2 separate regions of the Neogale vison genome follow, and region 1 is linked to region 2. The links are chromatin contacts, called in public Hi-C maps. All regions are on one chromosome and are shown on one strand. Each heading gives the region's core, a stretch centred on a gene start, on an enhancer-like site or on the middle of the called end of the contact. The rest is flanking DNA. Distances are from core to core; before and after follow the strand shown.

What was found. Hi-C and Micro-C count contacts between places; a contact is called where the count stands out from the background.
Region 1: a contact with region 2 is called in a Hi-C map of fibroblasts, with 19 times the contacts expected there. The contact joins the enhancer-like site here to the promoter of PDGFRA in region 2. A contact is called at or near these places in 2 of 3 Hi-C or Micro-C datasets (fibroblasts and muscle).

Annotation. Positions count from the first base shown.
Region 1 is chr11:25,659,018-25,663,160 of ASM_NN_V1, reverse strand. No RefSeq gene overlaps it. Among named protein-coding and RNA genes, the nearest start is that of LNX1, 55 kb to the left of the region's middle. Within about 2 kb of position 2,765, the one cell type or tissue checked has open chromatin away from gene starts, as enhancers often do. A contact at or near this core is called in fibroblasts, where this site is marked.
Region 2 is chr11:25,197,930-25,202,114 of ASM_NN_V1, reverse strand. It overlaps PDGFRA (platelet-derived growth factor receptor alpha), which reads left to right and starts at 1,482. Exons shown (of 24, transcript XM_044268123.1): 1 at 1,482-1,678; 2 at 2,754-2,877.

The DNA of each region.
Region 1 (4,143 bases), core at 1,516-4,015, 460 kb before region 2:
GAATGATGAAACTTAGACTTGGAAAGGTTAAGTAAGCTGCCTGGCAGGGAGGATACAGGAACTCAAATCTGGGTCTCTCTGATGTTAACATGTGACCTTTCCTCTTCACTTCACTGGCCTTTCTGCTTTTGTCCATTTTAATGTCCTTCTAGTACAAAAAAGGCAGAGGCAAATTGGGACATCAGGCAAGCAAGACCTGTGGGTAAATACTAGATTCACAGAAACCAGAATGAAACCTCCAGGAACAGGGCACCTGGGTGGTACAGACGGTTGAGCATCTGACTCTTGGTTTTGGCTCAGCTCATGATCTCAGGGTTATGGGATTGAGCCCCATGTTGGCCTCTGTGCTCAGCATAGAGTCTGCTTAAGATTCTCTCTCTCTCTCTCTCTCTCCCTCCCTCTCTCTCAGGAGAGACTGCGTGACTCAGTCGGTTAAGTGTGCACCTCTTTGGCTTGGGTCATGATCCCAGAGTCCCAGGATCGAATCCAACATCCTGCTTCCTGCTCTGGGAGGGAGGCAGTCTGCTTCTCCTCACCCTCTGCTACTCCTCCTGCTTGTGCTGTTTTTTTTTTTTTTTTCTCTCTCTCTCAAATAGATAAATAAAATCTTTTTTAAAAAAGACTCTCTTTCGGGGTGCCTGGGTGGCTCAGCAGGTTAAAGCCTCTGCCTTTGGCTCAGGTCATGATCTCAGGGTCCTGGGATAGAGCCTCACATCGGGCTCTCTGCTCAGCAGGGAGCCTGCTCCCCCCCCCCTGCCTGCTGCTCTGCCTACTTGTGATCTCTCTCTCTCTGTGTCAAATAAATAAATAAAATCTTTAAAAAAAAAAAAGACTCTCTCTCGCTCTCTTTCTGCCCTTCCCCACTGCTTACTCTCACTCTCTCTCAAATAAATAAATAAGTCTTTAAAAAAAAAAAGGCAAAACAAAACAAAACCAAAAAACTTCTGGGAGCCCCTGCTTTTTACAGAATTGTGAGCTGTGTGGTTTGTTATCTCAGACCTCAGGTCCTAACTGCCTGAATCAAAATCTATTGTTTGAATGAATTAAGATTCCTTGCCAAAAAAGAGATAATTTTTGTAAAAACCCTTTTACCTATTAGTTTAACCCAAACTGGCAGCACAACTGTTAAAAATAAACTTACTCTGCTATTTTATGAAACACAAGGCCAAATAATAATGGATGTGGAAATCTACCACAATCTTTCTAGGACTTAGGGAGACATCCTATGTATAGAAAAACATCTTGGGCAAAACCTGTTAAGACAACATTGGCTTAATGCAAAATTACAACTAATTTGAAGCAACTGCTTTTTCCTTAGCCAACTGGCTAACTTAGTGTTCTTCAACGAAAACAACAGAAAATCCAAATTCAAAGTCAATTTTTCCCCCAAGAAAACTATGTTTCATATTAATAAGACTCTGCTGGAAACCACTCAGGCTGTGAGCTGGGGTCTCCATCACTAAAAGTGGGAGGATTGTCTGTGTTTAAGCAAAGTCCTGAAAGACTTGCAATTTTGCTTTCAAACATAGGGGATCATTAAACTTGGTCTGAATGAACCAACGTTTTGGAAAAGACCAGGCAGAGATCGGGAGCCCCAAGTTCCAAGATGCTTTGTTGTTTTGCTTCATGCATGACTTGCTCAGAGGAATGCTAGGAAGGGGTCTTATGTATAAGGAGCCCAATCTTTTCAGTGCAGTATAGTATTCCGTTGTAGTAACATACCAAAGATTGCTTACCCATTTTTTTGCAGATGGATGTTTGGGTTGCTTCTGGTTTTGAGGTATGATAAGTGAAATAGTAGCTACAAGCCAGGGTGTGGTGGTCGTGCCATGGACTGAACAGCATTCCCCCAAATTCCTAGGTTTAAAGCCCTAACCTCCAATGTGGCTACATTTGGAGATACAGCCTTTACTGAAGTCATTAAGGTTAAATGAGTTCATAAGGGTGGAGCCCTGACTTGGTAGAACCAGAGTTCCCATAAGAAGAGACAAGAGCAATTCTCACAGTTCTGGGGACTGGAAGTCTGAGGCCTGCCATGTCCTCACATAGCAAAGAGGCCAGGATCTCCCGGGAGCCTCCTGTGCAAGGGCACTAATCCCACTCATAAGCGCTGCCCCCTCCCTCTAACTGACACCCCTCCCAAAGGCCCCACCTTCCAGTACCCTCACCTTTAGGGGGGAGGATTTCAACACAGGAACTTTGAAGGGACACAAACATTGACACCATAGCATCAAGGGAATCTGTGTTTCAAAAAGGTAACCATATAGTCTTCACACCTTGGAGCAAGCCTGGTATGAGGAGAATGGACACGCATTCTTCATCTCTCGTGTATTTGTATCCGTGTTTGCACATTATCAACAACTCCAGGAATTTTGCAAGTTGCCCTAGGCCAAGTGACGATCAAATGGTCACCCTGGATTCAGACCCATGCCCAGTGGACGTCAGGCCCTGTGCCTTTCCCTAACCTGGAGGTCTGTAAGCGAACCCGCTCAGCTAGGGGAGTGTGCACGAAGGATGCCCTGAGGGGTGGTGGGGGGAGGGGGCGATCCTCTGGGTTCAGAGCCTGCGTCACCACCGCCTCTGGCCTCTGGGGAGCAATCCCACTGTGCTGCCCTGTAGGAAGGGAGCCCAAGACACTGGAAGGCGCAGGCAGCACGGAAGCCAAGGGCTCAGAGAGAGGAGCCGAGCAAACAGCTGGACAGCCTGGCCAAGAACAACAGGAAGCTCGCAGCCGCACCCCTGCTCGCTGCAGCCTGGCCTGCAGACCCGGGGTTATTTTCTCCAAAGGGCCTTGTGCACATGTTACATAAACAAAACCTCCATTGACTTCAGTTCTGGGCCTGGCCTAAACTAGCCCACACGCTGTCCCCGCCCCCAAGCCCTGCTCTGCTCACGGCAGATTCTCTGCCACCCCACCAACCCTCCTGGGGGTGAGCTGCGTCCCTCTTGACCATGCCTGGAACCCCACGTGGCTGTGTCCCTAGGACTCTCCCCCTAGGCCTTACTTTCCCTGACAGGCCACGCACAAGGGGTCCCTCTAGGACCTTTTGATGGCTCAGGGGCCAAAGGACATGTCTTCTCTCACCAGCCAGGCAGGAAGCAGGTTTTGAGGGCAGCAAGGCGCGCCAGAAGGAGGCATGAGAGGGTCCGGCTGGCTGTCTCTTTCTCTCTTACTCTGTGTTAGATGGAGTTTGAGTGAGATCCCGAGAGCCAGCTTCCCTGGAGGGAGCACAAGTTTCCTCTGTCAGGGTTTCTTTTTGAGCTGCATTTGGTGATGGAACAACCCACTTCTAGCACTTTCTGTGGGGCCCTTTGAGTTTCCTTGACCCTCCCCCACCCCCACCCCCATTTATACCTTGTCTTCCTTTTGCAGAAATCCATTCCACTTACGAACATCTGGAGGTTCACAGATCTGTGACACTGACGGAGCCACCCTGCCTGGTTTGTCCCCTCCCCACCCCCAGCCACAGGCCCCGGAAAACCTATTATAATCTACCCCCATGCCCTCCCCACCTCCGGCGGCCTGCACTGCCCCAGAATCTTGAGTCATAAAAATAACAAACAACATGTACAATTTAGAAAAATATTTATGTTAAAAATTTACTATGTGCCTGATAGCATGCTAAGCATTTTATGTTCTATTTTATCTAATTCCCCTTGAACAGTCCTATGGGCTGGATACAAGTAATATCTCTAGATTACAGAACAGTAAACTACAGGCTAGAGAAGTCAGAGGACCAGTCAAAGATGTGGCAGAGGCGAACACAGGCCCCTGTCTTATCTTGCCGTCTACATCACACATCCCAGGAAAAAAAGTCTGTCTTATAAAACTTCTTTTCCACTGTCTTCCTCCCTTCAAAGTCTAAGCTGTTATGCCTGTTAATTGATGTAATTAAACAGGAGATATGGATCAATTCTTCTCCAACCAGTATTTTCCAGACCAGATGCTATTTAAGTCTAGACCTGACCCACCCCCCAAAAAGTATGCTAGGTAATAGGTGAATATTTAGCTCTTCGTTTATTAAGTCTGCAGTCTCGAGAGAGTGTTATACTTTCCCAGGTTGGAGATCCCCAAGCCAGGTCTCTGGCCAGAATCTAGAAGGCCTACCGTCTAGAGGAGTGAGGGTGGGAAGCCAGGGTAGG
Region 2 (4,185 bases), core at 233-2,732:
ATTACGGTATCCTGTTAGCATTCCGAACAAGGGGCTGTTCATATATTTGCCTTCAATGATTTCCTGAAGGAACATGTGGAAGTAATAGTGAGCAATGCAGTCACCCGAACTGAAGATGCACGAGAGGCGGGCGCGCAGAAGAGCTGGGGGGAATGGGGCCCCTAGCCCAGCCCCAGGCGTCTTCTCGAGCCTGATACCCCAGGAACCCATCCCAGGGCAGCACAGGACCCCACACCTTTCTGTGACCCTCTCCTGCCGGCTCTTCTTGTCCACCCTCCTGAGGAAGGAGGTTGATGACTGTCCGACGTTCCAGGTTCAACCTGGACGTCGAAACCCTTCTGAGAGTGTGGAGGGGGGGGTGGGATGGAGGTAAAAAATGACCCCTTCCATCCAACAGGAGAACTCAAAATTAGAGAAGGCGGGGAAGGTGAATGCGCTCCCCTCCCCCTCCGTCCCTTGGAAGCCCAACTGCGCCTGGTCTGGTTCCTGGAGCGCGAGCGCCCCCTTTCCTTCGCGAGCAGAATAGTTCTCTCCTTGTACAGTCTCTTGCCTCGAGTTTGGGGATAGGATTTGGGGCCCCGCTCAACCCCAGGCATCGGTAAAGTCCATCCCTTGCGGCGGGAGGGAGCACGGGGAGGCGAACCTCCCCTAAACGAGGAGGTGGCAGATTTGTTGTGGACGATTCCTCAAACGCCCAACCCTGAGCCTTTTTGTGTGAGTGATAGAAGCCAGGGCAACCTCGCCCAGATTACCCCGAAAACAAAGACACGACAAGATAAGTGGCTCTGAGGGAGTAAAGGTCATTCTGTTGGCGAACGTTCCAAACCTACGCCAAAGACCCTCAGTTCTTTGTACCTTGTTTCAAACCCGTTTTCAAAGCAAAACAAAACAAAACCAAAAACAAAGACCATCATCTTCATATGGGACTCAAGAGTTTGCCTAATCACATTAAGGGATTAGCAACTACCCCGCACTTTACCTAACAGACCCCAAGTTGTAAAGACGCAACCGGTTGGAGACCTCTCCGGGCAGACCCCTGTCTAGCTGGGCTAAGAATTTCTACAGAAGGGACGTTCTCGACTCCAGATGTATACTATTCCTGGGCATTAAATGAAATTTCACAAGTTCTTTTTCTTTCTCTCAAAGAGCATGCAGAGCAATATAGCAGCGTAGGAAAATAGCTCCCTAAATCCGGAGGCGAACTCATTCTGGAAATGATGGGCAGTTTGTATTTTCACGAACCTCTTTCCCGGCAGAACATCAACACCTCCCCCTTCCACCACCCCCACCCCATCTGGTCTGCTCCCCGCCCCCCAGTTGTTGTCGAAGTCTGGGGTTTGGGACTGGACCCCCTGATTGCGTAAGAGCAAAAAGCGAAGGCGCGATCTGGCTGCGAGGAGATTCAGAGCGCACGGAGTTCGAGAGAAACTTTTATTTTGAAGAGGCCAAGGGGGGGGGAGCTTCATTTCCTGACAGCTATTTACTTAGAGCAAATGATTAGTTTTAGAAGGATGGACTATAACATTGAATCAATTACAAAACGCGGGTTTTGAGCCCATTACAGTTGGAGCTAGAGGGAGAAAAACAGAGGAGGGGACTCCAGGAGAGGACTGGAAACCGTGGACACTTTTAACTCCATATGTAGGATTTTCATTACGAATTGACATAGGAGGAGAAGGTAAGAAAGGAGAAAAACAAGATTTTTGTCTCTAAGAGAAGTTCCTTATCAGGCCCTTTGGGCTCGAAGAGAAGAAACTTGACTCAAACTTTGGGCGATGAGGAAAAAAAAGTTGAATTCCAGCTATGTGTCCTGAGAGTCATTTATGTTTAATAAACTTCACTAGGAGGAAAGATTACCGAGAGCTAGAAAGTCTAGGGATTAAAAAAAAAAAAAACACATTTTCCAGACCTATTTTTAAAAGCAGTGTTTTTCTAACAACTCTATAGCCTCCCAACGAAATTGTTTAGGCTTACATTTTTGAGGTTTCTTTTGGGGTTGGGGGTGGTATTCGTGTATACTGGGACGAGCACCAAGTAATGCTGGGAGTGGGGGCAGAGGTGTTTGCCCTCTTCTTGGCAGTAGGTCCTGGAAGGCGACAGGTTTTTAATGAGTATTTTCATTCCTCGCCCGCGGTTTGGCGGGACAGCGCTGCAGCGGGTGGTGTGGAGCGCGGCTGGAGGGCTGGGGGAGGCGGAGGGAGAAGAGCGCGGAGTGGGGCGCGGAAGGGGGTTGCGAGGAGGGGAGGCGTGAAGGGCTCGGCTGGAGAGGGCCGGACCTCGGGTGCCAGTCGGGGGCACATGGCGCCCGCCGAGGGCGCGTAATTACTGGACGGCGCAGAGCGCCGGGTGCGAGCCGGGGCCAGACACAGCACAACCGGGGCGGCTGCAAGACGAGCAGAGGGGGCGCGGACGGGGGCGAGGGTTTGGGGGGACTCCCCAGCCGTTTGCCGGATCAGTGAAGTGTGAGGGAGAGCGGGCGCCAGTCCCGCAGTGCGCTGGGGTTGCGCGCCCGAGTGCGGGGGCGCAGGCGGCGCGGGCGGGCAGGCGGTCTGGAATAATGACAAACACATTTGGCCCCGAGTGAAGAAGTCGTCGTCGCCTCGCATTCCAGCAAGTGGGTTTGAGGAATTTCGTACTGCGCTCCAAGGGGCCCTCATTGTGCGCTGTGGTCCCCACCCCCACTCGTCTCCGCGCGAGTCGTCTCCCCTTTCCTCGGTGGAATCTTTTTTTTTTTAATTTTTTTATTTGCAAAGTCCGGGGTTCTACTGCTGCCCAGTCCCGGTCACAGGAAGGAAAGGAGGAGGATCGCCAGAAAAGTGCAGAACTTTTTTTAGGGGAAGTTTGGGACGACTCGGAACGGGAAAACTTGGTTCCCAGGTAAGAGAAAGATGGTAGGCGAACTGGCCTCGTCACCTTCCTCCGGGCACCTGAGTTCAAGACCCGCCCCCCCCCTTTGCGTGTCCCTTTCCTCGCGTGGCACTCGCCGCCTGCACTCGCCCTGCGCTGCTTCAGCCTCTCCAGTGCCCCGATTTCGCTCTTTGCTCCGGCCTCCTTGCCTGCTTCGGAGCCCTCTCCTCGCACCCCTCCTTCCTCTTCCGTCTGTCCCCATGGAAGTCCGCTTTTATTTGTGATATTAACTTCTCCCGGTTGTGCCGGGGAAACGGGCGGCGTCGGTTTGGCTCGGAAACAACTGGGATCAGAAGTTCTGTTCGGAAAGGGTCGCAGCCAGCTCAGAGCCAGAGGGGCCCGAGTACGACTGCCCCGGGGTCCGGGAACCGGGCCGCCTGGCCAGGTGTTGCCAGTGCTGCCAGTCTCCTGGCCAAACGTCTCCGAGGGGAAGTAGTGCTGGACCGTCTGTCTGTTGTCTGTGCGTCTCGCCAGCAGCCGGAGCGCCCGTCCGTCTCTCTGCTTCCCTAGCCCTGCTAAGACCTCAGGATTGCGGAACGAGTGCTTGGAAGAACTTGCCACTCACTCCATCTGCCAGGGTGAGAGGCAAACCCGGCCTCGAGAGGGAGTGTGGATGGCCTTTATCAGGTCCGGACTGCCCCGAGCCCGGCCCAGCTGCCTGGAAAAGCCCCGGGCTGCGCCGTGTGGGAAATGGATTTTTGGCTCCGCAACCGAATTGCTCAACGTTTTGGGCCGACTCGTCTCGCCGCAGTCGCTCGCGACCAGAACTAGGCAGCTTTTTAGGGCAGGGAGATATCCAGGGCACACGGGCAGGACAGTCAGGCGCACAGCTCACGGGACCAGCACCCCTCAGCCCAGCGAGCGTCCGGGCTGCTGGAGGACAGAGAGAGTCACTGCGGGCTTGCCTCTTCAGCCGCAGCCCTGGTGGCTTCGTTTTTAACATCGCCCACCCTTCACCCGCCTCTGACCCACTCGGACCCTGGCGCTTCTGCTTTGCGTCCCTTCCTAGTTTTCTTTTCCTTTTGGTTTTCTCCTTCTTGGTTTCCCCCTTTACACTCTCCTATGATAAAAGGGCCCTTCCTCCGCTCCCCAATAGGCGAGAGCCCGTCCATCCCCGTTTTGACACCTTGGTCAGTCCCCGCTTCGAGTCTCTTACACAGTGGTGTTTTTGGTTTGACCCAAGTGTAGCTTGGGTGAGTCCCCACAGCGGGAGTGGAGGGTGGAGGGTGGGGGTGGGGGAGGGGCCGGGAAGGAGTGGGTAGCTGACCCTCGGGCAGT